2 separate regions of the Anser cygnoides genome follow, and region 1 is linked to region 2. The links are chromatin contacts, called in public Hi-C maps. All regions are on one chromosome and are shown on one strand. Each heading gives the region's core, a stretch centred on a gene start, on an enhancer-like site or on the middle of the called end of the contact. The rest is flanking DNA. Distances are from core to core; before and after follow the strand shown.

What was found. Hi-C and Micro-C count contacts between places; a contact is called where the count stands out from the background.
Region 1: a Hi-C map of liver shows a contact between it and region 2, with 3 times the contacts expected there. The contact joins two enhancer-like sites. A contact is called at or near these places in 2 of 7 Hi-C or Micro-C datasets (both in liver).

The regions. Positions count from the first base shown.
Region 1 is chr1:183,354,436-183,360,906 of Taihu_goose_T2T_genome, reverse strand. It overlaps SPRYD7 (SPRY domain containing 7), which reads left to right and starts at 197. Exons shown (of 5, transcript XM_048052495.2): 1 at 197-400; 2 at 1,546-1,662; 3 at 4,125-4,291; 4 at 5,860-5,962. The coding sequence starts at 295. Within about 2 kb of position 5,021, at least 3 of the 3 cell types and tissues checked have open chromatin away from gene starts, as enhancers often do. A contact at or near this core is called in liver, where this site is marked.
Region 2 is chr1:183,031,707-183,038,956 of Taihu_goose_T2T_genome, reverse strand. FNDC3A (fibronectin type III domain containing 3A) reads right to left here. Exons shown (of 26, transcript XM_066988933.1): 4 at 4,839-4,915; 5 at 338-575. Among named protein-coding and RNA genes, the nearest start is that of MLNR, 49 kb to the left of the region's middle. Within about 2 kb of position 5,311, at least 1 of the 3 cell types and tissues checked has open chromatin away from gene starts, as enhancers often do. A contact at or near this core is called in liver, where this site is marked.

The sequences.
Region 1 (6,471 bases), core at 3,772-6,271, 320 kb before region 2:
TCCCACTGTCGCATTATCACCCCTCACTGCAGGGGAGGCACAGGGGAGGCACAGCCGAGCCCAGCCTGCCCGGCTGCCAGCCCCCGGCCCGCTGCGAGGCCTCTCCCCGAGGGCCGGGCTCCCCGCGCTCCCCTCAGCGCCCCGCCATGTCGCACCCGCCCGCCGCCACCTCCCGCCCGCCAGGGGGCGCCGCGACCCGCCGCCATCTCGCGGCTCGGCGGCGGCTGCGCGCTTCGGCCCGGCCCGGCCCGGCTCGGCTCGGCTCGGCTCGGCTCGGCTCGGCCCGGCCAAGCCATGGCCGCCTCCGCCTTCTGCTGCCTCCGCTGGTGCCGGGATGGCGGCGCCGGCCACATCCCGCTGAAGGAGATGCCGGCGGTGCAGCTCGACACGCAGCGCATGGGTGAGCGCGGCTGCCCCTCAGCCTCGGGGAGGCGGCTCCCGGGGCCGGGAGGTGTCACCGCGAGAGTTATTTTGGGGGGAAAAGCTGTCGTTTTGGGGTCGCCGTGCATGAGGCGGTGAGGGGGAGGCCTCAGGGGGCTCTCGCCTTGCTTTGTGGCGTGGGTTGTGGTGGAAGGGCGCGGGGAGGGGTCGGCACTTGGCAGCAGGTGCCTGGGAATGCAGCCCACCGCCAAGGGATGCGAAGGGATTCGCATCGAAAGAGTTTGCAGAGGAAGCCGAAAAAAATAAAAATAAAAATAAAAATAATAAAAAGAGGTTTGAGTTAGGTTCAGTTGAGGCAGATGATGTGAGCGGGTGTGCGGTCACCTTCCTTGGCTTCAGGGAAGGAGCAGAACCGTTTGCAGCCTTGCCTGAAGCTCTTCTTGAGGTGATCTTCACACCAAGCCGTGCCCAGGCTCCATCGAGGAGGCAGCCCTTCATCCACAGCTCAGTGAGGAGGAAAGCAGCCTGGCTGCTTTCCAGCGCAATTCCTGGCCTGTTTTGGACCTGGGGAGTCTACCATATTCATGGCTGTGCCAACGGTACCTATAGGTGAAGTCTTCTGCCAGAGAAAGAGAACCTAGCAGGATTACGTTTCTTTTTTTTCCCCTCTCCATACTGGCAGGCATGTTTCTAACAAAAGGACTTCACCTGAGAATACCTGAACGCCTCGCAAGTCCATCACATGTTTCTACTTGATGTGCCTTTCCTTCTCACTGCAGAATGTTTTTCTCCAGTCTATAGAGACCGAGTACAGGGCTTAGGTCCTCCTCACAGCGAGCCCTTCTGACTAAATTGTAAGTTATGCCTCTGATGTGGCTGAGCAAAGGCTGTAATCAGCGTGGTGCCTTAAAGCCCAAGAGATGAAATTAGAGCAGCGTATAGGTTTTAAATAAATAAACCCTACTTGAAAGATGAACCAGCCTATAAACAGCCTCCCGTTTCTTACTTCAAAGCGTGGCCCGTCATCGTAATTCTCTTGGACTAATGAAGCTCTTACTTGGGGCTGAAAGAACAAAAATTGTTCTCCGTGTCTAGGGCTTTTAAGGGCCGCTTCCAGACTTCTGAAAATGTTTTGAAGTTCTGTGTTTTGTTTTCTTCTTGCAGGAACAGATGTTGTCATTGTTAAAAACGGCAGGAGAATATGCGGCACAGGAGGCTGCCTAGCCAATGCACCTTTGCATCAGAACAAGAGCTATTTTGAGTTTAAAATCCAGTCCACAGGTTAGTCAGCAAAAATGTACAACTTTAAACGTGGAAGGTATGTCAGATTGCTCGCTGTCGGTCGTATCTCAAATGCCGAGCACATGCATCTTTCAAATTGCATCCTTGAACTTTGTGAATATTGGAGGCTCTTATAGGTTGTCATTCTGTAAAATGAAATTTTTTCTTATTCTTATCTTTAATTGTGGCTCTGCAATATTGAAAAGAAGGGTAAGTGCAAATCCTAAAACACCATATTATTTTGTATGCTGTTATATGCATGTGTTTTGTTAACATTTTAGAAATGTATTTTGGTAAATACACATTTATGACCACATAAAACACTGGCCATGAAGTGTTAGCTTTTTAATAGTGCAGTTTATCCAGCAATGTTTCTGGCTATTTGTCTACCTTGATTTGCTATTAAGATGTACTGTGCTTGAGCAATAGTAACATTCCTTGTGCTATGCTTTGCACTCCAAATCTAATGTGTAGCACTTTTTCAACACTGCTTTATCAAGAGGAGCCTTTCAGCACCCTGTTCATTTGTTTTGTACGGTTTTGCAATGCAAGGTAGCAGAAAGTGAATGAAATTTGGAAACATTGTACTTTTACTAATACAGTCTGCTTCAACTAGTACAGAGGGCACTCCAGACTTATCAGTATTATAATATTAAAAATCAGACTGTATTTTTAAAAACATCAGATATTAAAGATGGGGCTGTTCTTTCTCAAAGAGCAGAGAGAAGAAAGGAGAGAAGTGTTTGTCCAGAGACAGGCTTCACAATACTGGAGCTTGAACCCAGTGCTTTTTGGGTAGGGATTGTTTGCACTCACTTGGTTTGGGGTGCTGGCACTGTGAACATGAATCTATCTAAAACACCTCACACTCAAACCATTTGTTTTTAAACCAGTTTGGTTTTAAACTACATATAAACCCCAGCTCACTCTTAATCTGGCAATTTTAGTATCCTTTCTGTTGAGGGGGAGAATCAACTCAACTGCAGCTGTTGTTCACGTATTGTCATCATTCACACAAGTACAGTATCTGCGTTGTTACACTTCAGAAACACAGGAAATAAACTCTTCTCTGAGCCCGGCTTCATCTTGTCCTGTGTCCCAGGGCAGGAGAGTTATAGATAGCTTAGCTTAAAACTTCAATTCACAGAAGTGTCCCTGCGCAGTCTACCAGGGGTCATTTAGCCTGACTATTGGGAAGCTTTACAAAGCCCAATCTGAATTTTGTTTTCACTCTGGATTTGTAAATATGAGAATAAATAGTTCTGCAATTTTGTCTTCTGAAATTAATTTAGTTATATTTTTGCTTTGTTTTAGTCTTCTGAAGATTAAAGAGCCCCAGTTTTTTTCATTGTCTACTTATAGGCAATGTTTTTACATTTTTTTGACTGGTTTTCTTGTTTCTTCTAGACTTTCTCTAATTGACCTGATTTGTCTTGAGGGGTGATGCTTTAAATGGATGCCGTGCTCCAGCTGCAGCAGCAGTGGATGTCCTTTGTGTACTTTATATGCAATATGTTTCATTTATACATGCCATACATCCAGAAGTATTTCATGACAGTACGACACACTCAAATACGGCATGTGTTCTATGATAACCCTCAAATTATATTCTTTGAACTGGTTGCCAAGGCACTACTGTATTTTTGCTACTTATTCCTGCTTACCTGCTGTTCTTTGTAATTCAGAAAAAGGAAATGCTTGCTCCGTATTTCAGACCTCTTAACCAATTTGTTGGGATTATTTAAAAATTGGCCTCTGAAGAGCTTGCACTCCTGTCAGGTTGATATTGGCAGCATGTTTAACAAGCAAATTGTCATGTTATTTAAGTCATTAATGTGCATACGGAATAGCATCTGACCTTGGGCATTCACTGCAAAGTCTGAAACCCCACTCACGTCATCTTTTTGATTTGACAGAGGGCTACTGATGAGTAGTCTCCAAATACAGTTTCCTAACCAGTTGTGCACTCGCCTTGCTGTAACTTCACCTTGACTACGCTTTCCTCATTTGAGTGTTCGAATGTTGTATGAGGATCAGAAATGTTACCAAATCAATATCTATCGTGTTTACCATTTCTCCTTTTTCCCTAGGGCTGGTCTAACCAGATGAAAAAGGAAATTGCATAGTTTCAACTTGATTTGTTGTTCACAAATCCATGCTAGTTGGATTTATTTTTTACATCTTCCTAGATTCTCCGAGTTGTTTTCTAGTATTTTTTAGGACTAAAAGTTAAGCTAAGTGGTTAGAATTCTCTGGATCCTTATTTTCAAGATAGATACTGCTAGATCTTCAATCTTTTGTGACTGTTGGTATTTCCAATAGATATTTACTGGTAGTACCTCCATGGCACTAGTTAAGAACATGTTATATTCTTTATACTATCCTGCTTCAGTCAGGTAGTCAAAATTATGTGTATATATATATTCTTTTTTTTTTCTTATCGTGTTAATGTCATGTTTTAGGGATTTGGGGTATTGGAGTTGCAACCCAGAAAGCAAACTTGAATCAAATTCCACTGGGTCGAGACGTCCATAGTCTGGTAATGAGGAATGATGGAGCTCTCTATTATAACAACGAGGAGAAAAACAGGCTACCAGCAAACAACTTGCCACAGGAGGGCGATGTGGTGGTGAGTTTTGTAAAGCTGCTGTATCTTTTCCAGCTGTTCCCAGATTTCTCTTTATTTACAGCTGCTGTGTGGTCAGACCGACCGTTTCCAATCAAATTATTGTCGTCTCCCAGTTTGGAAAGTGCTGATGTAAACTCCTGTTGTGTTTGAATGGATCAGCAGCCTGGAGATAAGTGGACTTTGTTCTGAGCATCTGCGTGATCCTGAGTGTCTTACCAGGGTTTGAAAGGTGGCCTCTCCTGCTGTGTCGCAGCCCGGCTGCTGTATCCAGCTGGCTGATGACTCCCATCAGAAGGGTCCTGCACTGTTTGAGATGGGACTTTCCTGAACAAATAACGCGCTGGAATGTGTTACGTGGCCTGCCTCCGTGCCCAGCTGAACTCTAGATCCCACAGCTGACTGGTTAATAATTAGAAGAGAGCAGAGAGAGGGCCTGGCTGACTGGTGGATTGTATTTTTAGCCAAACTTTTGTAGGGAAGGGGAGAGATACCAAGTGGGAAGACAATTGAAGAATGAGAGCAAAGTGAGAATCCTAAGGTTTTGTACCTCACTGTTTCCAAAATATCTTTATGGCTTGGCATTCAAAGGGTTCCAGTTCATTACTGTCATTTTCTCAATTTCCTGTTAGAGATTTATTTTCGAAAACTCATGGGAGCAATGACATTTAGACCATTTATCACTGCTACTTTTCTTGCTGGGTAACCTTGCTTCTGTATAGCAATGGTTAGAAAATTCATCCCTAGAAGCCCTAAACAGCTAAAGCTGACTCCTCCACCCTTTACCTCAGACACTACGTTATTCTTTTAATCCCCTTCTGAAGTTGTTTTATTGGAGGGTTGCAGTCTGTTTCAGGGTTTGGTCAAGCAATGTAGTTTCAAACGACTTCAGTCACAAAAGTGTAGCTGATGTGTTACTTTGGTAACTCCCCAGTTTTCATAAATGTCAGTTTATTGTGTTCTGTCATGAAAATAGATTCTGAGGCAGTGAACGACAACACAAAGTGCCACGCTCAGCCATACCAAAACAGTCAGGAAAAAAAATCCCTTGTCTAACAAATAAGTGATTTATTACCTCATGAGTGTTTGCTTTCTGCTCTCTGGTCAGCATGTTTGTAACGATGTGTGTGAAGTGCTGGTCAAATAAACTGAATTCATAGCGTCGTTATTTAGGAAACTCATTTCCACGGGAAGGTACAAAAACGAAGACTGCGAACTGCTTAATATTCATTGGAAATTTTGTGATTCTGTGCCATGGTGAGGAATAGTCTAGAAATGTCTTTTGTAAACTGGCCTTAGTAAGACGTGTACAGTACTGATTGCATCTAAATTGAATGAGCATTAAGGAATCCCAAGTATTTGAAAATACAAATGTTTCTGATCATTTATTAACTTCCAGTCCTGTGCTGAACTATTTCAAGTGAAGTTTTCTAGAATGCTGTGGTTTGCATAATGGCGTTAAAATCTGCCTGTGGCTGAAAAAGCTGAATTAAGTAGCAATGTTGTGTGTATAAACTTGTTGATGGTGGTTTTTTTGTTTTGTTTTGTTTTTAATTTTCTGTGCTTTGTAGGGCATTACATATGACCATGTAGAACTAAATGTATATTTAAATGGGAAGAACATGCATTGTCCAGCGTCAGGAATCCGAGGGACTGTCTATCCAGTGGTCTATGGTAAGTAGGAGATTTTCAAACCGTTTCATAGTATGGACAATATTTTTGCACCAAGTCTGTCTTGTGAATTCTTCTCCTCACTTGGATGGAGCACACATCTTTCCAGTCACACCTCAGTCGTTTGTTTTGGCAATTACAACGAAGAACTGCTTGGAAACACAAAGCTAGGAAAATACAAAGGTATATTTTCACTTAATTTTTTAATGCCGTTTAATAGCTAGAAAAAAAGAGCACTGCTTACTGACTGTTGGCAAAGTATCCACATCCGACAAGCTGCGAAGTTCCTGCAGTTAGTCTAAAAGCTGCTGGGCAAAAAAAAAAACATGAAGCAGACGAAAGAAAGAAACAAATTCAACCTAGTATGGACATGTGGGCTAATCTAGTTTATCTCTGCAGCTTGGCATTTATGCCCATTAATTTCACACTTTGTAAATGTATTCAGTGTTAAATATGAATAGATACTGAATTGCCATTTGTATTCTCTTACGGAAGCAGTAACTCCCCTGTCG
Region 2 (7,250 bases), core at 4,062-6,561:
CTCAAGTATGGATTAAAACACTGAATGAGAGTGAAAACCATCGGTTAAATCACCACAAACACTTTCTGCACTGCTTTTGTGGGCAAATGCATAACTGATACACATAAAAAATAATCTGTGTATTTAATGGATAACCAAAAACACAAGTTCAATTAATGAAAATAACTTCTGAAATACTAAGCTTCAGCAAAAAGACTGGCATCCTCAAAATATTTTTGTACAGCTCCCATTCAAACCATAGTTGTGCGTGATTCAGCAAGCACATCAGCATCACAGATTCTGGAAACCAGTACAGCATTCCTTTGATGGAACTTGCAATACTTACTGAACTACTTACCCAGATCACCATACATTTGCGAGGTGTGATACTGTGGAATGTACTGCGTCGCTATGTCACCGGCCCCGGTCACTGGTGAGTACATATGACGTGGTGGAGGGGGTATCATGGCTGGAAGAGGAAGGAAGCCAGGCAGTGGGGGATGAGGTGGCCTGTGTATCACTGCGTGACCGCCAGGATGAAATTCTGGAGCCTGGGGAACCACCACAACCCTTCGAACACCGTTATCCTCAATAACCTGTAGAGTGAGAGACCACGCACCAAAAAAGAAAGGCTTAGTAATGAGCAAGAGAACAAATATGTTGGGAGCGACAGTCTGAAAGGTATGCTTCTGTATATACTTAAACAAAACCAGCAATGGCAAAACCCTTAAGTTTGAGAAAAAGGAAAACACAAAAGGGTAAGAAAAAAAAAGGACAATATAAGGGCAATCTACCTTCCTGTTAAGTGTATCAATTGCAATAAAGTGCTTAACTTCTCAATGTAATGAGGAAAAATACTGTTGCAAAATGTGAGTGCAACATCTTATAAACAACTAGATATATTTATGCCATTAACCTAAGCTTCTCACCAGGGCTCTGTTTCCAGCCTCATTCATACCACTCGCATGCTATACTGCTCCTCAGATTTCTTCTGCAGTGTAACAACTAGATGGCTCCCTGGAAGTGATTTGATGGGCAGGTGGACCTCACACCACATAAACAGAGAGAAAAAAGGCATAACAGTGACTGGTCCTTCCAACATCCCCAAGTCAGTCCTCCAATGATAACCCAGGAGGCACCTGTCAGCACCAGCAGCCATTGTCTGCATCAAGCTACTGAAGCAAAACAACTACCAGGATGGCAATCAGCCCGCTCAATACTCCTTTACAACTCAGCATACTTTAAAATAACTTTTTTTGTTTGTTTTTTTCCTCTGTTACAATATCTTGCAGCCTGAAAGAAGCCACATACTACTGAGAAAACAAGAGCCTTTGTGACAGCCTTTGCCAGACTGAGGCATGCAAAGAGCTTTGCTGTGCACCTAGAGGTGATCTTGGCATGATTTGAGTCAGATTTACTGTAGGATTAATAACCATAGCACCTGGGATGCCAGTGAATACATCGTTCTCCACTTCCTAATAAAATGCCCCCAAACAATGCCACAACGAGGGCTGTAATGCAAGTTTCTGCATGTTTATCCAGAAAAGGAGGACAACAAGAAAGGAATCTGGAATATCGGGACAATATTCAAAAACACGGAACAAGGCAACTCTGTGACTTAAGTTTTCACTGGTATTTGGAATCAGGTGGAACATGCACATGTAAACCAGTGAGTCATCTGGGGCAACAGGATCAGATCCGGAGATCAAAGCGCTTGGTGCCAAGCTGCTCTGACCTGCACTGTTAGAGCTTAACGGTGTAATGCTTGGCTAGATTTAGTCCCACGTCCTGGTGCGAACACTTCCACCGTGTCTGTGACAGAAAGCTGCCTGAAGGATCAAACAGTGGTTTTACCACGTTACTGTTGCGGTTGGTGTGCATCTGGAATGGAATTTCTAGTTTAGTCCCGAAATCATCCTGCTAGCTGAACCAATGCAGGGTAAGTGAGGATGGTCTAGGAAATAGTTTCAAAACTTCCCTACTGTAGTAAAAAAGAAAACTATGTAGGCACAGTTATATGTTTCTGGTGTAATGTAGAACAAAGATCTTTACAGATAAGCAATAACATTCAGAAGACAAAAGTATGTACAAAATGGAGCTGATCCCACCTTACTTACGTAAACAGCAAGCTAGAAATCAATGTAAATTACTTAAGTGAACACAGCTTCAAAAAAAATTATATACATACACACAAACCTACCATGTGACTTTAAAAAAAAGTTTCACTATTTTCAGTATACAGAAATTGTCTCTTACTGGGGAAGAGAAATTTTGCAAAGTTGCATATCTGTGCAGCTATAGCTGGTACCTAAAGGTGCGATATATATATTAACAGCAGTAAAGTCAAGGAAAACTTCTGCTGTTCAAGGAAATTCTCCAAATGTAGTTTTCACCACCGAAATCCCTTTTGTTTACACAAGGAAATGGCAATTTATTACAAATTTATTTGCAGATAGTTTATATAGGAAGCAACTTCCTTAAAAACAGGCTACTTAGGTTATCAGCAAACCCAAGAAAACAAACAAATTATAAATAAAGTAACTCAGAAATAGATACCCAATTCAAGCAGCAGGGACCTTAAGCTAAGTCTGTGACTGTGCCTCTAAATCAAACACAGCTCAACTGTATGCTCATAGCAGGGGGGCTACAAAAAAGCACTATGTGCATCGTGTCAAGTATGTCACCCTAAGTTAAAACAAAAACAAAAACAAAACAAAGACAAGCTATTATGTTAATTGTACTAGCAAAACACATAGTTCTGGCATAGGCCTCTCTGGTTGTGTGAATCAACCGAACATCACTGGAAAATTCACTACAGGCACTGAATACAGTCAGCTTGGAGAGGATGAATGAAGATGCCTGTGCTTGCTTTCACAGTTCTAGAATTACAGTTCCAAAAGAAAAGGAAGGGAGAAGTAAATCAACTTAAGAATTGCTTTTTATGTATGTGATATAAGAAGAATGTATGTGCTTTATTCTGTAGCTATCCCCGATGTCCAACAGAGGACAGTATGCTGTGTCAATGCCAAGCAGAAGTTGAAGCAAGCAGAGGTATAACAGAACTAAATGAAAATGGACAGACAGAATGAGGATGCTGAGGCTGTTCTTCCAGACTGATGGCTTTAGGCTTTTAACTGCCTTCCAATTTCTCTCAAAATGTATCTGAGTTACTGACTTAAAGATATGCTAAGCCTGAAGAAATCATGGAAGTTACATTGGTGGGACTGCAGTAAATCCAGGGTAACTCTTAGCAACATCGGCATTTTTTTCCTGTTTGCAAGACCGCTATCAAATCCTCTAGCTTGTAACAGGAACTTCCAACACAAACCACAACAGCTGGTATGTTTTGTCAGCAGTAAATACTTCAGAAGCCTTATAAACTACAGGTTTTCCTGGACTATGACATTCCTACTCGGATGAAAACAGCAGACATGAGCTCACTCCACCTGCACTCTCAGCTGGAGAGAGGTGAGGCACCTTCGGTTCAAAAGTCAGAGAGCTGTGCCAGCACAACACTTGCCTGGACTAACAAGCTCCAGTGAAAGGCTAACAAGCCTGCCCCAGCAAAACTCGGTCCTTCAGCCTGCCTGCTGCAGGCAGTCCTCAAAGGGAGGATAAAGTAATTTCATAAAAATGATTCAGATTGTCACAGGTCACACGACTTGCTGAATGCTAAGTGCTTCATCTGCTGAAATGAAGTACTCAGGAAACATAGTAAAATTTCACACTCCAATTCAAAAATTCTTTCAGGTCTTTAAAAATGAATTCTAACAGGAATCAAGCCATTTTACTATGATTTAAAGATAAATGGACTCTCACGATTTTTAATTTATTTCTCTTCTGCCTGTTTCAGAACTCAGCTATGAGAGATACATGAGCCAACTTTCAACAGATCAAAGGTAAAACCACGGAGACGCCATGGATCAGCCTGCCTGCCCTAACAGCCTTTTCTGCTACTAGAGGGCAATATTTCGTGCAGTTCAGATCATTTGTGCTACATCTCCTGGACACTGAGGATTTTTTGGTTTCATTCTGTGTTGTATTCTCTTCCAATGTACACAGTGAATCAGATGTAGACTGGTCTCAACAACAGAATATCATGATAAAGATTTACGTTATGGACAGTGGCATTCGTCTGCTCTAGTTTCCAGGTCTGAGCTACTAACCCCCGTGCTCATTCTGTAGTTGGGGAAGAGAAACAGACGTCATCTAGAAGGCCCTATATCTCAGCATAATAACAAATACAGGTGAGAGGAATTGTCCTTTTAATGTACTTTAAAGGATGTCCAGGTTATCTGGCTCACATTTAATTTTCAGGCATCTAAATTAGGAATCCCTTAGCAGCAACAAAAGCACAGCCCTACTTCAAGATAAGGCATGGAAACGTGTGTTGTATGGTAACTTATCCCCAGCGGACAGCTGATGTTTTTTCATGTTGTTTGCTACGCTTTTTCTAACTGATCTGTTTTATTCCTTATCTGCAGGGAACTTCCTAGACACGAGCTATGTATGTACATAAAATTACATTGATGCCAAGAGAAAATACCTGCTAACCAAGAATTCAGCACAATGAACTATCTGGGTCATGAGCTTTTTTATGTTCAGAGGGCATCGAGTACATTAGGATCCTGAACTAAATAAGGAAGTGTACCTGTTATTGTCATGCAAGTAGTTAATATATAACTAAATGGGCACACATCCTGGCTCCCATCACAGAGATGTTATTGGGCACGTCCCATTATTTACCTGTTTGATCACAGTGACTCCGGTTTGACAGATTCACTTACTGAATTAGCTATTTCGGTTCTACTTCTATAATCTGCATGCACACAAATGAAGTAAGAATCAAAGGGACGTACCTGTGGGGCATATCCAGGAGGCACATAAATAGTAGGCACTGAACCATTTGGGGACATCATTGGAACCTGAGCAGGACCTAAATGGGTTAAAAAAAGTAGCCTCAAATTATTAAATGGTGCGGTATTGAAAGTTCAAAGAACATACTGAACTGCAAAGTCTCTGTGAAAAATATACAAGATAACATGGATAAACAAAGGCAATGAACTGTACGGATAAAATTATAGCAAAGGGCACTCTTAGAAACATGAGACATTTAAGAAAAACAGAAACAAAGTAAAAAGTAATTCTCCAGTAGCTATTTCTCCCTTCTCTGTCAGCTCATGGAAGAACTTTTGGCAAAACTTCTTTGCACGTGACAAGTCAAAAGAAGTGTCCCAAAATGAAGAGGCAATAGAATAGACTTTACTACAGAAACAAACGAACAAGCAAACAAAAAATCGGAAACAAAATGCTAAAACCAGACAGTATGCAGTTAAGAGTTGCAAATAAAATTATTTACTAAATTGCTGCTCTGTTACCATGGGCTCAACACCTAAAATGGTCTCCGTACCACAGGAATGGGAGGTGGCAAACAGGGCACCAACTTAAAATCTCAGGGGAAAGAAAGCCAGTGTTTTACAAGCCAGTGAGTCTACTCCTACAAATGGTAAGAAGTTATGATACCACGATGATCCTTGTACCAAGCAAACCAGAAAGAACAGAATTCACAGTCACTTAGATATATATGATGCAGTGAGGATGTGTTAAGGTGGCATTTGTAGATAAATCACTGCCTGGAAAATCTGGTACCTTCAAAGAGCACAGGGACACTGTTACATGCTTGGGTTTTCAAAAAACTTTTGACGATCTTTCTCAAAGACCCTTTAAGAAGTAATGTTGCCTTTGGTTTAAAAGGGAAGAGGGTTTCTCATGACTAACAACTAACTGGACCAAGGACAGGAAACAAAGATGAAAAATAAATGATCAGCTTTCAAAGTGGCTAGAGTGACCAAAGAGTACCACAGGCATGCAAAAATAAATCTGTTCAATGTATTAACATTCCTGGAAAAGGAAATGAATGCTGAGGTGACAAATTCTTGGTATGCACTCAGAGAGCTGCAAAGGATCTCAGAGCACTCAATGACTAGATGATAAAAATGAAGAAGAAATTGTGCTGCTATGTGCAAAGTAACGCACCTGGACAAAACCAACAGAACTATTTATTTACAGCGTTAAGCCACAAATTAGCTGTAAACAGATTATGGAATTACATGTATTTCTAGGGAAAAACCGACTGAGCTGTTCGGTGGGATTCGCAGAAGGAAAGAGAACACAAAATCATCACTCACAGAACTGAGTACAAGCAGAACATGTTACCCCAGGGTCTAAATTTATCCTGGATCTCAGTATCCTGAGCACTAGTTGCAGTGCCTGTCTCCATCCTTAAAAAAAAACAAAAACAAAAACAAACAAACAAAAAAACCCAGACACAACAGAACTAAAGAAGAGGCCATCAAGAGACCAGGATTCTTCCACCTGAAGATGGAGGAAAGGTAAAAGAGCAAGCAGGAGAGAAATAGTAAGAGACCTATAAAAATCACAAACTGCCTAAAAATAGGAAGATGGATCATTTACACTTTCTCATGTACAAGAACCAGAGGTACTAAATTAAATCAACGAATAAAAGGTTTAAAGTGGAAAAAGGAATTTCTCAGGAAATGCACAGCTAAGTTTTGTAACTCACTGCTTTAAGAACATTGCAGAAATGAAAGGTTATATTCCGAAGCTATTCAACAAATTGAAATAAGTAATTCACTAAGAGCTGTAAAAAAATAATTAAAAAAAATACTTTTGGTTCAGGAGGCTCAAAAGAGGAAAGTTATTTCTGTGCGTTTGACCAGCCCTTATGCTCTCTCCTTTCGGATTTGATACTGGTCTCTATCAGAGCCAGGGCATTTGCATAGGCTACAAGAGGGACTGCATACAGATGTCCTTACATCCCCACATTTATCCCAAACAGGAACAATTCCTAGAGTTTAATTGTTAATGAGATAATGAAACAGGATGTAATCTAACTAGGTTTTGTGGCATGATGATGAGATTGGATACAAACACCCTAGGCTTCATTCTCTAAATTTCCAACTCAGTTTAGATGCTACCAAAAGCATCAACCCAACTCTTAGTGAAGTTTCAACAATACTTCTTCTGAAAGGGTGTTCATAGTTCCACTTTAATGTTTGATACACCGTGTTAAGGTCTGCAAATGAAAAGTACAAAGCAAATGCAAGGTGCGTTTTATCGTACTAGCACATCTCATTCTGATAGGTGTGAACTTGACAGCAAAATAAAGGTAACTATTCCCAAATGCCGAGAATGGGAAAAAGGAACAAAAAGCATTCTATAAAAAATGAGGCATGTAATCAAACTTGACT